Regions from separate parts of the Sus scrofa genome. Here region 2 is linked to region 1. A link is a contact called in public HiChIP or PLAC-seq data. All regions are on one chromosome and are shown on one strand. The core of a region is the stretch at or near the end of the contact, and the rest is flanking DNA. Distances in the headings are between cores, read along the strand shown.

The links. HiChIP or PLAC-seq counts read pairs in DNA pulled down with a chosen protein or histone mark.
Region 2: a contact with region 1 is called in an H3K27ac HiChIP or PLAC-seq map of skeletal muscle, with 4 times the contacts expected there. The contact joins two enhancer-like sites. A contact is called at or near these places in 1 of 47 Hi-C or Micro-C datasets (embryonic fibroblasts) and 1 of 2 datasets of contacts at active chromatin or transcription factors (skeletal muscle).

What each region holds. Positions count from the first base shown.
Region 1 is chr7:60,328,311-60,334,279 of Sscrofa11.1, reverse strand. No RefSeq gene overlaps it. Among named protein-coding and RNA genes, the nearest start is that of NEO1, 31 kb to the right of the region's middle. Within about 2 kb of position 3,244, at least 6 of the 83 cell types and tissues checked have an H3K27ac peak or open chromatin away from gene starts, as enhancers often do. A contact at or near this core is called in skeletal muscle, where this site is marked.
Region 2 is chr7:60,496,105-60,502,073 of Sscrofa11.1, reverse strand. No RefSeq gene overlaps it. Among named protein-coding and RNA genes, the nearest start is that of ADPGK, 85 kb to the left of the region's middle. Within about 2 kb of position 2,348, at least 1 of the 83 cell types and tissues checked has an H3K27ac peak or open chromatin away from gene starts, as enhancers often do. A contact at or near this core is called in skeletal muscle, where this site is marked.

The sequences.
Region 1 (5,969 bases), core at 1,995-4,494:
GTTTAGAACAATCGTGTTCTTTGTTTGAACACTATTAAAATGATAAAGATGTTGTAAACCACAGAGAATCAATAACTCCTTTCAAAGGGTTCCACTCCACCCACAAGAGGGGGGAACACAAACAAACATTTTTGTCACTGGGCCAAATTTCCTGACCCACAGCTCAGAGACCAGCCTCCATCACCAGCTAAGGGAGATTTTGCAGGGTTTCTAAGTAAAGGGGATGATTTTTGCTTCTCTTCCTTCCATTCTGCAGAAGAATGAAGGAGCTTGATAGGTTCTGAGTTGTGCCTCAGCCCCCGAATTCATATATTAAAGCCCACACTCCCCATGTGACTGTATGAGTTGGGGCCCTTCAGGATGTGACTTTTGTTAGAGATCATAAGGGTGGAGCCCTGATCTGATACATCAGATACCCTTCTAAGAAGAGGAAGAGACACCAGAGCTCAAGCTCCATCATGCGAGGTTGCAGAGAAGGCAGCCATCCCCCCAGGAAGAGGGGCCTCACCAAGCACACAACCTGGCCGGACCTTGATCTGGGACATTCCAGCCTCCAGAACTGTGAGAAATACTTTTTGTTGGTGAAGCCGCCCAATCTGAGCTATTTTTGTTATGGCAGCCTGAGCAGACTAACATAGAGCTTTTTCTCCATTTCGTTTTTCCTTTTTGGGGGAGTTGGGGGTGGGGGCCACATATGGAATTTCCCACTGAAGGGGTTAAAGCAGAGCTGCAGCTGCCGGCCTACACCACAGCTATAGCAATGACAAATCTGAGCTGCATCTGTGACCTACACCACAGCATGCAACAATGCCAGATCCTTAACCCACTGAGTAGGCCAGGGATCAAACCCTTGTCCTCATGGATACCAGTTGGAATGGTTCCCACTGAGCCACAACGGGAACTCCAGTTTTTCCTCTTTTCACCAGAAGGGAAGAATGGTATAGGTAAAATTCACAATAAGGCTGTTAAAAACAAAGAGACTTTAGAGTTTCTGCTGCGGCACAGTGGGTTAAGAATCCAACTGCAGCAGCTTGGGTTGTTTTTGAGGTACAGGTTCCACCCTGGCCCAGTTCAGTGAGTTCTGTTGTTCCCATGTTACCAGAGCTGCAGCGTAGGACACAGATGTGGCTCAGAGTCAGTCCCTGGCCGTGAACTCCATATGCTGTGGGTGTGGCCATTAAATAAAGAGAGAGAGAAACTTCTATCACTTTTAACTCCAATAGTGGCTGCTGGGAAAGGGACAAGAATGATAGAGAACACATCATCTTTCCTGGGCGCTACTCAAAATTCCTAGGCATGAGGCTAAATTTAGCTGGCCAGAACGTTCTCTTAATACTGCTACTACTGCTACTGCTACTACTGCTGCTGCTGCTACTACTGCTACTGCTACTACTGCTGCTGCTGCTGCTGCTACTACTGCTACTGCTACTACTGCTGCTGCTGCTGCTACTACTGCTGTTGCTGCTACTACTACTGCTACTACTGCTTTTGCTGCTACTACTGCTGCTACAATTACTGCTGCTACTACAACTACTACTACTGTTGCTGCTGCTACTGCTACTGCTGCCACTGCCACTGCTACTACTGTAATAATAATAAAGACTGGGCTTTGGAATTGACCCCACATGTTTCTACCCTTCTAATTGAATGACCTGGAATTTCTTCTTGGGTCCTTTAAAAGCATCTAAAAGTGAACTCATATACAGTTTCCCTATGCCTTTCCCCATTGTTGAGGTCTCTGAAAGCTTTTCTGGGGAACTGCATGAGGTAATGGATGCAAAAGTGTTTTGAAAAATACAAAGCATTCCACCCATGCAAGCTATTATTGGAAGGAAGCAGAAGGATGAATTTAAATCCCAAGATCCCCTGAAAAATGTGTGAAAGGTGGCCCCGTTTAGACTGTCATCCTCATGGTGAATTTACAGACCATTTAGCAATTTCTCCAGGTGCTCACGCCTGTTCCCTCGGTGACATCCTTGCCCTGTGCTGGAGAGAGGCTAACTCTCCCAAGTCTGGCCCTATGGACAGCAGCAGTGCCTGCAGAGGAAGGGGCTTGGTTGCTAGGAGACCAGCAAAAGTGGGCAGCCAGCTCCCAAGCAGGTTAGGATTCGGCGAGGAAGGATTTTTAAAAGCCTATTTCCATCTCCTTCTGCTAGAATTGAAATTCTCTTCAGGGTCCGGCCGCCAGTGATACAATCTGCTTACATTACTGGTATTGAGAAGCCCTTAAAAGGGATCTATTTGGCCATTTCTTGTGTTTCCCTCCCACAGTGCCTAGAAAGACAGGCACTTTAAATAAAAGGGGGATGGGAGGGAGGCAAGAGTTGATGGAGTCCATAGCAGAAGCAGAGAAGTGACAGCAGGAATTAACCCAAGCACATCTGATCATGACCCTTGGGCCCCGAAGAGGAAATAATTGTGCTCAAGCTATGTTAAATGACTGCGCACCTTCCATTGTCTCTAAGTCCATCATGGCAGGCAACTACACAGCACTAAAAGTGTTTTTCAAGTCCACGAAGGGTGCGTCAAGCAGGTCTTTTTTCCTGGAGTTTATCTTCACAGAAACAGCTTGACATATGCCTCTGGGCTAATTGGAGGAGGTTGACACTGCATATAAGTTTCCCCTTTGAGGATTACGAAAAGAATACGATTTTCAAATAAGAACTGTTTGTTTGGTTTTGTTTGCCCAAAGCACGCAGCATACCCAGGAAATCAAATGCTTTTTCAAACCCTGTGAGCCTTCAGCAAGATACACGGATGCTTACGACTGCCGAGAACAGAGTATTGAACTCAGGAGGAATCAGCTGGAAAAACAGTGGAATAATAGGTGCATTTAGAGTCACTTATGGGCTGAAGCTTGACAGTCTTTGTGCCTTGTTACTGCTGGAGCATTGAGAGCAAAGCAGCAGTGCTGATTCATCAGGAAGAAAGCTCTCAGGTCGTATGAAAATAAACCATCTCTGAAGAGGTTCCAGTGCCCTCAGCAGACATGCTTTATTTGGTTAAAGCATAATGTCGAGTGACAAAACACAAGAACAATTTCAGTATTTACTGGGACGCGCTGGCTTTCAGCCTGCTTTGATAGGCAGTTGGGGTGGGGTAGGAGGGACTCCAGTGGGACACAGAAATTGGGTGAGAAAAGAAAGGTTCAGGAAAATCAAGCACATGCCTAGGATGGCACCTGTTTAATGGAGATGAAGATGAGGGCAGACCTGAAATCTGAGAAGAGCGTGCAACTGAAAAGATTGCCAACCCTTCCTTGACTGATAGCAGGAAGTGTGAGAAACTCAAGGATAAGCTGACTCAGGGACTTGCAACCAGGTGGGGAGATGAAATACCATGACACTAGGCATATACACGCGAAAGAACTGAATCTCATATGTGCTCCCACATCAAACTCACTGAATGAAGGACCAAGCACTAGAGCCATTTCCCCCAAACTTCTCCATTGTATGTGGTGGAAATAAGTACTTTGTATACAGAAACTTTTTTTTTTTTTAATTTTATGGCTGCACCCATGGCATATGGAAGTTCCCAGTCCAGGGATAAATCCAAGCCTCAGCTGCAACCTATGCCTCAGCTGCGGCAATGCCAAATCCTTTTAACCCACCGTGCTGGGCTAGGGATCAAACCCATGCCTCCACAGAGACCCGAGCCACTGCAGTCATATTCTTAACCCTACTGCACACCAGCAGGAATTCCTATGTATGGAGACTCTTGAGCAGAACAAACATGGGCTTTGGGGTCACAGAGAATGGGTTCAGATCCTCACTCTGCCATTTAGTAGGGTGGGACCTTGGACAAAATATTTACTCTTCTGAGTCTGTTTTCTTGTCTGTAACACAAGGGAGGTGCTGCCTTCCTCCAGTGCAACAGTTTTTGGGGAAAGCCCAGTTCCATCTGTCTTATTCCCACTCCAGATTCAAATACTCGTGAGAGAGGGTCTACCTGGGGATTGTAATGGAAGGGGCAGGTCTTGCCCAGAATTACATGGTGTGAGAGAGGGACACATTTCCAAAAGGATAGATGCTTGGCAGATGAAAACATGATCCAAACAAAACAACCTTAAAGGAATTTTTGAACACCTTAGTTCAAAGAGTGGGTGAAATTGTACTTCTTCAGAAGTTTATGTTAAAGTGATGGTAGCTTTGCAATGTCAAAGAAACGTCACACTAGGATTTGGGTGATGCTGGCAGTACTTTCCACATTTCCTAAGAGGATACCCAGGGACTTACCATCAGATGGTGCTGTAGGTTTTCTCACAACCAGCCTAAATACCTGCATACCCTCACTACCTCTGGACCCCAAAGGGCAAACTTAATGCCCCTTGCTGGGCAGTGGCTCTTTCCTGGGAGATCCCTTTTCCCATTCCTCTATGAATGAACATGATTCTATAGGCCTGGATGCCCCCCTCAAAGATTCCACTTTGGGAACGTTGTGTCCCTTCACCAGATGGATGAGCAAGAGCAGGTATCAGCTCTTGGCAAAAGCTGCATTTAGACCTGGTGAGCAGGTAGAAATCTCAGATCACTGGTTGTTGTTTTTTCCTTTCAAATAGCAACAGAACCCTAGCAGGAGCAGCTGAGTTTAGGCCAGAAAGCACCCCAGGGCTGAGTCTGGGGCAAGGCTCTGATTGAAAAAGAAGAAGGGCAGCTCCTTGACTTTCTGCTCCCTAGGGCACAGTCTGTATATCCTAGGTCATCCTAGAACCAGGAGGGGAGAAGGGTAAGAGGTTTCCCCAGGAAGAAAGGCCCAGGAAGCTGCCTGGCCATGTGTAGGTTACTATGGCAATAGTCCAAGTCTTTTCTGGCTCAAGCTTCTCATCCTAGGCATAACCTAGCCACCTGACCCATGGCTGGAGGTGCCTCTGGAAAGTCTCACTTGATCCTCCATCACCCCTTCTCCAGCTTGGACCTAACTCTTGCCATGCCTAAGGGAGCTGGCTGACAAATAAATTATCTATGCCCATGGGTCTAGCTGCATATGAGGGCACCCCACTTCTTACCTTCTCCCAGAAGTCAGAAACCTAGAAAAGTCACTGTGATGGTGAATTTTATGTGTCAACTTGACTGGGCATGGGGTGCCCAGATTAAACATTATTTCTGAGTGTGTCTGTGAGGGTGTTTCTAGATGGGATTAATATCTGAAACCATGGACTCAGTAAATTGCTCTCCCCAAGGTAGGCAGGCAACATCCAATCTATCCAAGACCTGAAGAGAACAAAAAGCACAGGAAGGAGGAATTTGCCCTCTTTTACCCTGCCTCACCCCTTGAACATCTCATCTCATTTTCTCTTGCCCTTGAACTAGGATTTATACCATTGGCTCCCCCGGTTTTCAGGCCTTTGGACTTGGACCGAATTACACCACTACTTTTCCAGGGTCTCCTCTCGGCCTCCATAATCTTATGCACCAATTTCCCATTTTATATGTACGTGTATCTGTACTGTTTCTCTGGCGAACCCTGATTAATACAGTTATTCTCTCAACTACTCTTCGAATTACAAAGGATGTAGGGTTCTAAGTCTTCCTACTGTGTCAGAAGCTTCTGTGCTGCATTTCCTCCAGAGCCAAAACCTTAACCCCAACCCACCAAGTGGCCTTCACGCCTAAGGTATTGTGTGCAGGTTTGTGTCCATATCCTAGAGTTATCAGATAGAGGCTGCCTCAGGGGAGCAGACTGATGGAGAAGTACCAGGCATCCTGTTAAGTGTGACCTGGAAAGCAAGCCATGGGATTGATGAGCTAAGGGAGGATCTGAAAGCAATGCTTAGGAAGTTGTATTGAACTTAGAAGCCAAGAGAACTAAGTGGTTTATAAGAAACATTAGTGGGGAGTTCCCGTTGTGGCGCAGTGGTTAACGAATCTGACTAGGAAGCATGAGGTTGCAGGTTCGATCCCTGGCCTCCCTCAGTGGGTTAAGGATCCAGCATTGCCGTGAGCTGTGGTGTAGGTTGCAGACGCGGCTCA
Region 2 (5,969 bases), core at 1,099-3,598, 170 kb before region 1:
CACACACGCACACACACATGCTCTTGGCCCACACGCACCCCAGCGTGTCTAGATGATGCCATTCCTCTGGCCAGCTGTGCACTCCCTGCCACTCCCTCCTGCGTTCACCACCCAGCTTATGCCTGGCCTTACCTCACGCGTTAGCTCGCTTTCCTGTCATCCCTTCCCAGGGAGGCCCTGGCCCAGTGCCCTGGTGAAATGCTCTTATGGTACCAAGTGCTGTTCCATCCTCACCACTCACCACCTCTTGGGGGCGTTTTCTGTAGTAGCTCTTGACTTACATTTGTGTGTGTTTCTTTGGTTAATTTATGTGTCACCTTCCAAGCCATAATCTTCAAGTGACAGTCACCATTGTGTTCTGTCTTCCACCCTCAGCATGGACAGAGCAGGTCCACATTAAATAAATGCTGAATGAATGAATGGACGTGGTTGGCAGCTTCCAAAACAGCCCCCAAGGATCCCACCTCCTGGTGTTCAGTTTCTTGTGCAAGTCTCTCCCCTGAATGTGAGCCTGGAGCTAGTGACTCACCTCTCATGAGTAGAATGAGGCAGAAGTGATGGATGTCACTTCTGAGATTAGGTTACACAAGGTGTCACTCCACCTCTCTCCCTCCTCCCCCTCCCCCTCATTGACTTGCTTGCTCTGATGAAGCTAGATGCCATATTGTGAGCTTCCCTACGGAGAAGTCTAGGTGGCAAGGACCTGAGAGTGGCTTCCAGATGACGGCCAGTGAAAAGCTGACCCCTGTCAACAACCAGGACGGTTGGGCTTTGAGGTGACTGCAGACCAGGCAGACAACCTTGAGTGCAGCTTCATGAGATGGTTGAGCCAGACGACCCAGCTGAGCTGTGCCCTGATTCCTGACCCACAGAAACTGTGAGATGATGAATGTTGTTCATTTAAACCACTACGTTTTGGAGTCATTTGTTACGAAGCAGTATGTAATGAATATAACAAATGGATGACTGAGAAACAAGCTGTAAGAACCTGCCTATCTATCTATGTATCTATGTATGTACATATCTATTGTTTATCCTCATTTCTGTATCATCAGTGGCCAAGTAACCCTACATATCAAGAAACTCATAATCTAATTAAGGAGACCAAGATTGCAGGTGGGTGGTGGGGGTAGGCGGTGGTGTCTGGTTGGCCCAAACACACCCTCTACACCTGTTCTCCAGTTGCCTGCTTCCAGGTCCTTGACCTTCCACTTTGAACCTCTCTCTTGGCCTCCTCCTGTAGTACCCCCAAACTTTCCTCCTCACCCAGCCCTCCAAGAGCCTCTCCTCCGTTGTCCCACAGTCCCGTAAAACCCAACCCTGCCTGGGCAGAGCCATTTGGCTTCTGTGCGCCTATCCCAACACTGCTGTGCATGGCTCCGAAGTCTGTCACAGGAATGCACCCCAAGGACACTGCACATCCATGGTCTGTGGTTACCTGGTTCCTCCACAGGTCAGGTCATCCCTTTTAGGTTTCCTCAGGGGCTCTGTTTCCTGTTCTCCGCACAGGCTGTTCCAATCCTCCTCAAACCTCCAACCTGACCATTCCTCCGCCCATTACCTCTCAGCCTCCTGCCACCATCAGCAATAATCTCGCTGCTGCCTCACAGATAAAATTCCCCTGCTTTTCTGCCATCAAACCTCAAACCTATCTGAATTTGTGCCTCCAATCCCCTCTTTATCTCCTGTTACCACGGAGGCCTGCCTCCTAGATTCTGGCCCCTCCCACCTTCCCCGGGACCTCTCTTTCCTCTTCCTTACTTATAGCTGCAGTCTTTACCTCCCTGTTGGTCTCTTCCCATCCATATTGAAATATGTTCAGGTCTTCGTTATCTTAAAAAAAATCTTCATTGACACCACTGTGTCCTCTCCAGCTGTCATTATCCCACCTCTTCTCCCTTTGCAACCAAATTTCTTGAGGGTTTCTACACTTGTTGTCTTTCTGCCTCACTTACCCCTCAACACTTGGCCATCAAAATTCTGCCCCTTCTTGTCCATTGAGGCTACTTTCATCAAGATCACCAGGGGTGTTTCGCCACTGAATCCGATGGAATTTTCCTTTTCTTTTTTGCTTGGTTCTCAGTGGCACTTGATGACATTGACCATGCCCTTCTCACAAGTCTCACTTCCTCTGTCTTCCAGGATCTCACCTTCCTCATTTTCTCCCTACCTCTCTGACTGCTACACTTCAGTCTCTCTTCATGCTTTCTCTGACTACTGCTCAAATGTTCCTTCTCCATGGGCCTCTGCCTTTGTCATTTTTGCTCTCGTCAGCCTATATATTTAGCATCTAATTGCTTCTGTTAGCATCTAATCATGATGCCATTTATACACTGAGGAATTTTGGCTGCAAATGATAGAAGCTCAATTCACACTAGCTCAAGCAAAAATAGAGAGAACATTTTGGCTAGTATAACAGACTAGTTTAGAAATGGCACTGACCTCAGACATTTCTGGATTTGGGGACTCAAATAATGTTGTCAAGCATCTCTCTCCCTCTTTTTTTTGTGGGGGGGAAGCAGGGCTCTGTTTCTATCACTATATTTGCCTCATTATCTTCTATTGCAGACTGGCTTCCTCATGTGGTAGGAGTGAGGGGCAGAGGAGTGGCTATAGATAGTTCAAGGTTTTATCACTCTGGAGGAAGGAAGGAAAGAACTTCTCTCTCCCAAAATTGTTATTTCATTCCCAAGAAGGGGCTCTGGTTAATCTGGAGTCATACGCCTACTCAATGGCATTTGCAAGGAATTTGGGGTGGCGGTGGTGGCCCTTTGTTGCCAACCTCCCAGGACCACAAGGAATTATGGAAGATGGATTTCTACAGGAAGAGTGAGGTCCTGTTAAAAGAAGAAGAGAGAAGTATACAGAATGAACAAAACAGATCCACACTATAATTGATTCCTCCAGTCCAGACCTTTCCTCTGTGCTTCAGTTTTAACCACCTGATATTTATCTCTACTTGAATGTCCCCAAATCAACATGTTTTTGCATAGATATCCTAGGAAATATATCCTGAGTCAAAATGCATTTAATAAGGCTTCATGGGAGATGCAATTTCATGGTAGCACAGACTGATAGAAAAAAGGTAAATGAGACAGGGAAAGCAGGAAGCAAATACAAGTTGGTATGTTACCAACTGTTTGTTATTGAGTTGCATTGTGTCCCTCAAAATACATGCCAAAGTCCTAACCTGCAGGACGTGTCAGTGTGCCCTTATTTGGATAGAGGGTCTTTACAGACATAACTAGCTAAGAGGAAGTCTTACTGGATTAGGGTGGGCCTTATATCCAATGTGTTTGGGGTCTTTATTAGAAAAGGCAAGGTCACACAGAGACACAGACACAGAGGGGAGAAGGCTGTGGAGACAGAGGCAGAGACAGGAGTGATGTTGCCATAACCAAGGAACATGTGTGGCCACCACACGCTGGAAGAGGCCAGGAAGGACTCTCTCCTAGAGACTTGGGAGGGAGCACAGCCCAGTCAACACTTTGACTCAGACTTCTGCCCTCCAGAACTGTGAGAGGATAATCTTTCATTCTTTTAAACCATTCAGTTGTGGTGCTTTGTTATAGCAGTTCTGGAAACTAATACACCAAACTAGCCACAGCTTCATGTTGCCTGGGCACATGGAATGTCCTGTAAACAGGTCTTACAGAAGAACTTTGCCTTGGAGGACACTCCTTTGGGGGAGGAGGCATGGAGAGAGAGATTTATCTGATGGCTTCTTCCTTTCTCCTCCTGTACCTCATGGATCAGGTCTGCTTTATGATTATTAACTCCCATGCATTTCTGGGTTGTGTTGACTGACCCCTCCAGGCATTCGATGGAGAAACTAGATCACAGGCTTCCAGTTTGTTACTCCAGTTGAGCCTAAAGTTGATCAGAGAAGCCAGAGCTCCAGTGGGTCCAGCCAAGTCTAAGGAGGGCTGGAGCTTGAAGGAGCTATTGATATAGACAGAGTGGGAGGAGGCAGAGGTGCTGCAGTGCATTATGGTATACAGAGAATTGGGAATGGAGCATCACCTGGGAATCTGCTGGTCAGGCTGCAGGAGCTGGGGTGGGTGGGATAGAATTGACCATTTGCGACAGCTGCCTGTGGAACATGTGGAGAACGTGCTGGTGGCAGAGCCACCCCAGTCCTGTCTATTACACTGCCTACTACCCTTCTACTACCTGTCTACTACCTTGAAGCCAGTGCCGTGACCATGGCAGCCCTAGAAGCAGTTCAAATAGCTAAAGAGTACTGTTCCAAGTCCAACCTGATGAGAGATGAGGTGAGTGGGCACTGGTGATTGCAGCTGGGGATCTCCATTGAAATGGTGACTAAAACCTGGGGGCAGGTGAGGATGAGAAAATCTTGGGCAGTGTGCATAACAGGGTCTGGTATAACATCCAAACTGCAGTCATCATCACCCTTCTCCAAATCCAAACCTGCTATGTCTATGTTTCCCAACTCAGTGAGTGGTAGTGCCATGGACCCCGTAAACTGAGCCAGGAATTTTGAAGCGGTCATTAACTTTTCTCTTTTCTCCCATGTTTAACCCATTGCTGTGTGCACTCAGTTCTGCCTCCAAAACATCTCCAGTTTCTGAGCTCTTCCTTCCAATCCCCTTACCTCAGTACTCTTCTGGGCCACCATTTTCTCTAGCTTGGACATCATGATGGGCTCCAGATGGGTTCCTTACCTTTTGTCTTGAGTACCTCCAAAACTTGCCCCTCCCCAAACCCAGCATAATCTTCCTGAAACACAAATCTAACCAAGTTATATCCCTGCAGACAACTCTTCAAAGGCTCTTCATTCATCACAGGATAAAGATCCAAGCACAAGGCCCAGCATGTTTAGCCTCCCACATAATCCTCTTGCCTCATCTGGCTGCTTCCTCTCTTGTAGTTTATGATATAGCCACCCTGAATTTCTCGTAGCTTTTCTACCATGCTAAGCTCTCACTTCATCTCTCTGTTTATTCATCCAGCAGGTGTCTGGTGAGGGCTTCTATGTCCCAGCACGGTTGTCAGCCCTAGGAATGCAGCAGGAATGCTCAAGCCTTTGCACATGCTGTGCCCCCTGCCAGAAACGCTCTCTCCCACACTCCCCCCTGGGGAAGACAATGGGAATTGGCTACGCAAAAGCTTCTCTAGAACATTCCTATTATAGAGCTTGGAAAACAAAAAAGACTGTTTCCTTGTGAGTAGAGGACATAAGACATACAGTTCTGACCAATGAGATCAAGGCAGAAGTGTGTACAAAGGGTGTCCTTTCCTGCATAAAAGTCTCACTAAGAGGCTTTTACCTTTCTTTTTTTCACCTGGAATGTAGATGTCAAGCCTAGGTCTACAGCAGATGTCCTGCAACAATGAGGAGCCATGAATGTGGACAAGGGCCTCCATATTAAGGGGAGTGAGTGGAAATAGGGCAAGGGCCTGGTGCTGAGGCCACTCTGCACACTCATGTGGATTGTGTGTTGCACAACTCTAAGGGGGACCATGATCACAGGCTCTGACGTCATTTAGCTGGTGCGGTGGTCCTGGGTCTGGTTTAATCTCCGAAAAGGGGAAGTAGAGGGAAGGACAAGAAGTTTCAAATTCTGTGAATTGTGAATACCCCCAAATCTCTCCAGCAACCAAACTATTTCCATAACCCTTGGTGACCAGACTATTGAAACTCCAAGACTGAGAACTGCTCCATCTTTTGCTTTGTCGGCCTCTCCCTAAAGCAATGAAGGATGATTCCCTTAGTTCAGAGGGGGGAAAGGAATCTGGGCTGCAGGAAAGTATGAAGAGAGGTTAGAATCCACTGGTTAATATTTCAAACAATTACCCTGCAACAAGGGTACGTAAGTGAGGTCTGTGCCAAGAAATACAAATACTCTTAATGGCACAGCAAGGATTCTGCTCAAGTTGGGGGAGGAAATGAGAAAAACCTGGAGAAGTCTCCCCAAAGAGGATGACAAGTGGACTGGACTTTGAAG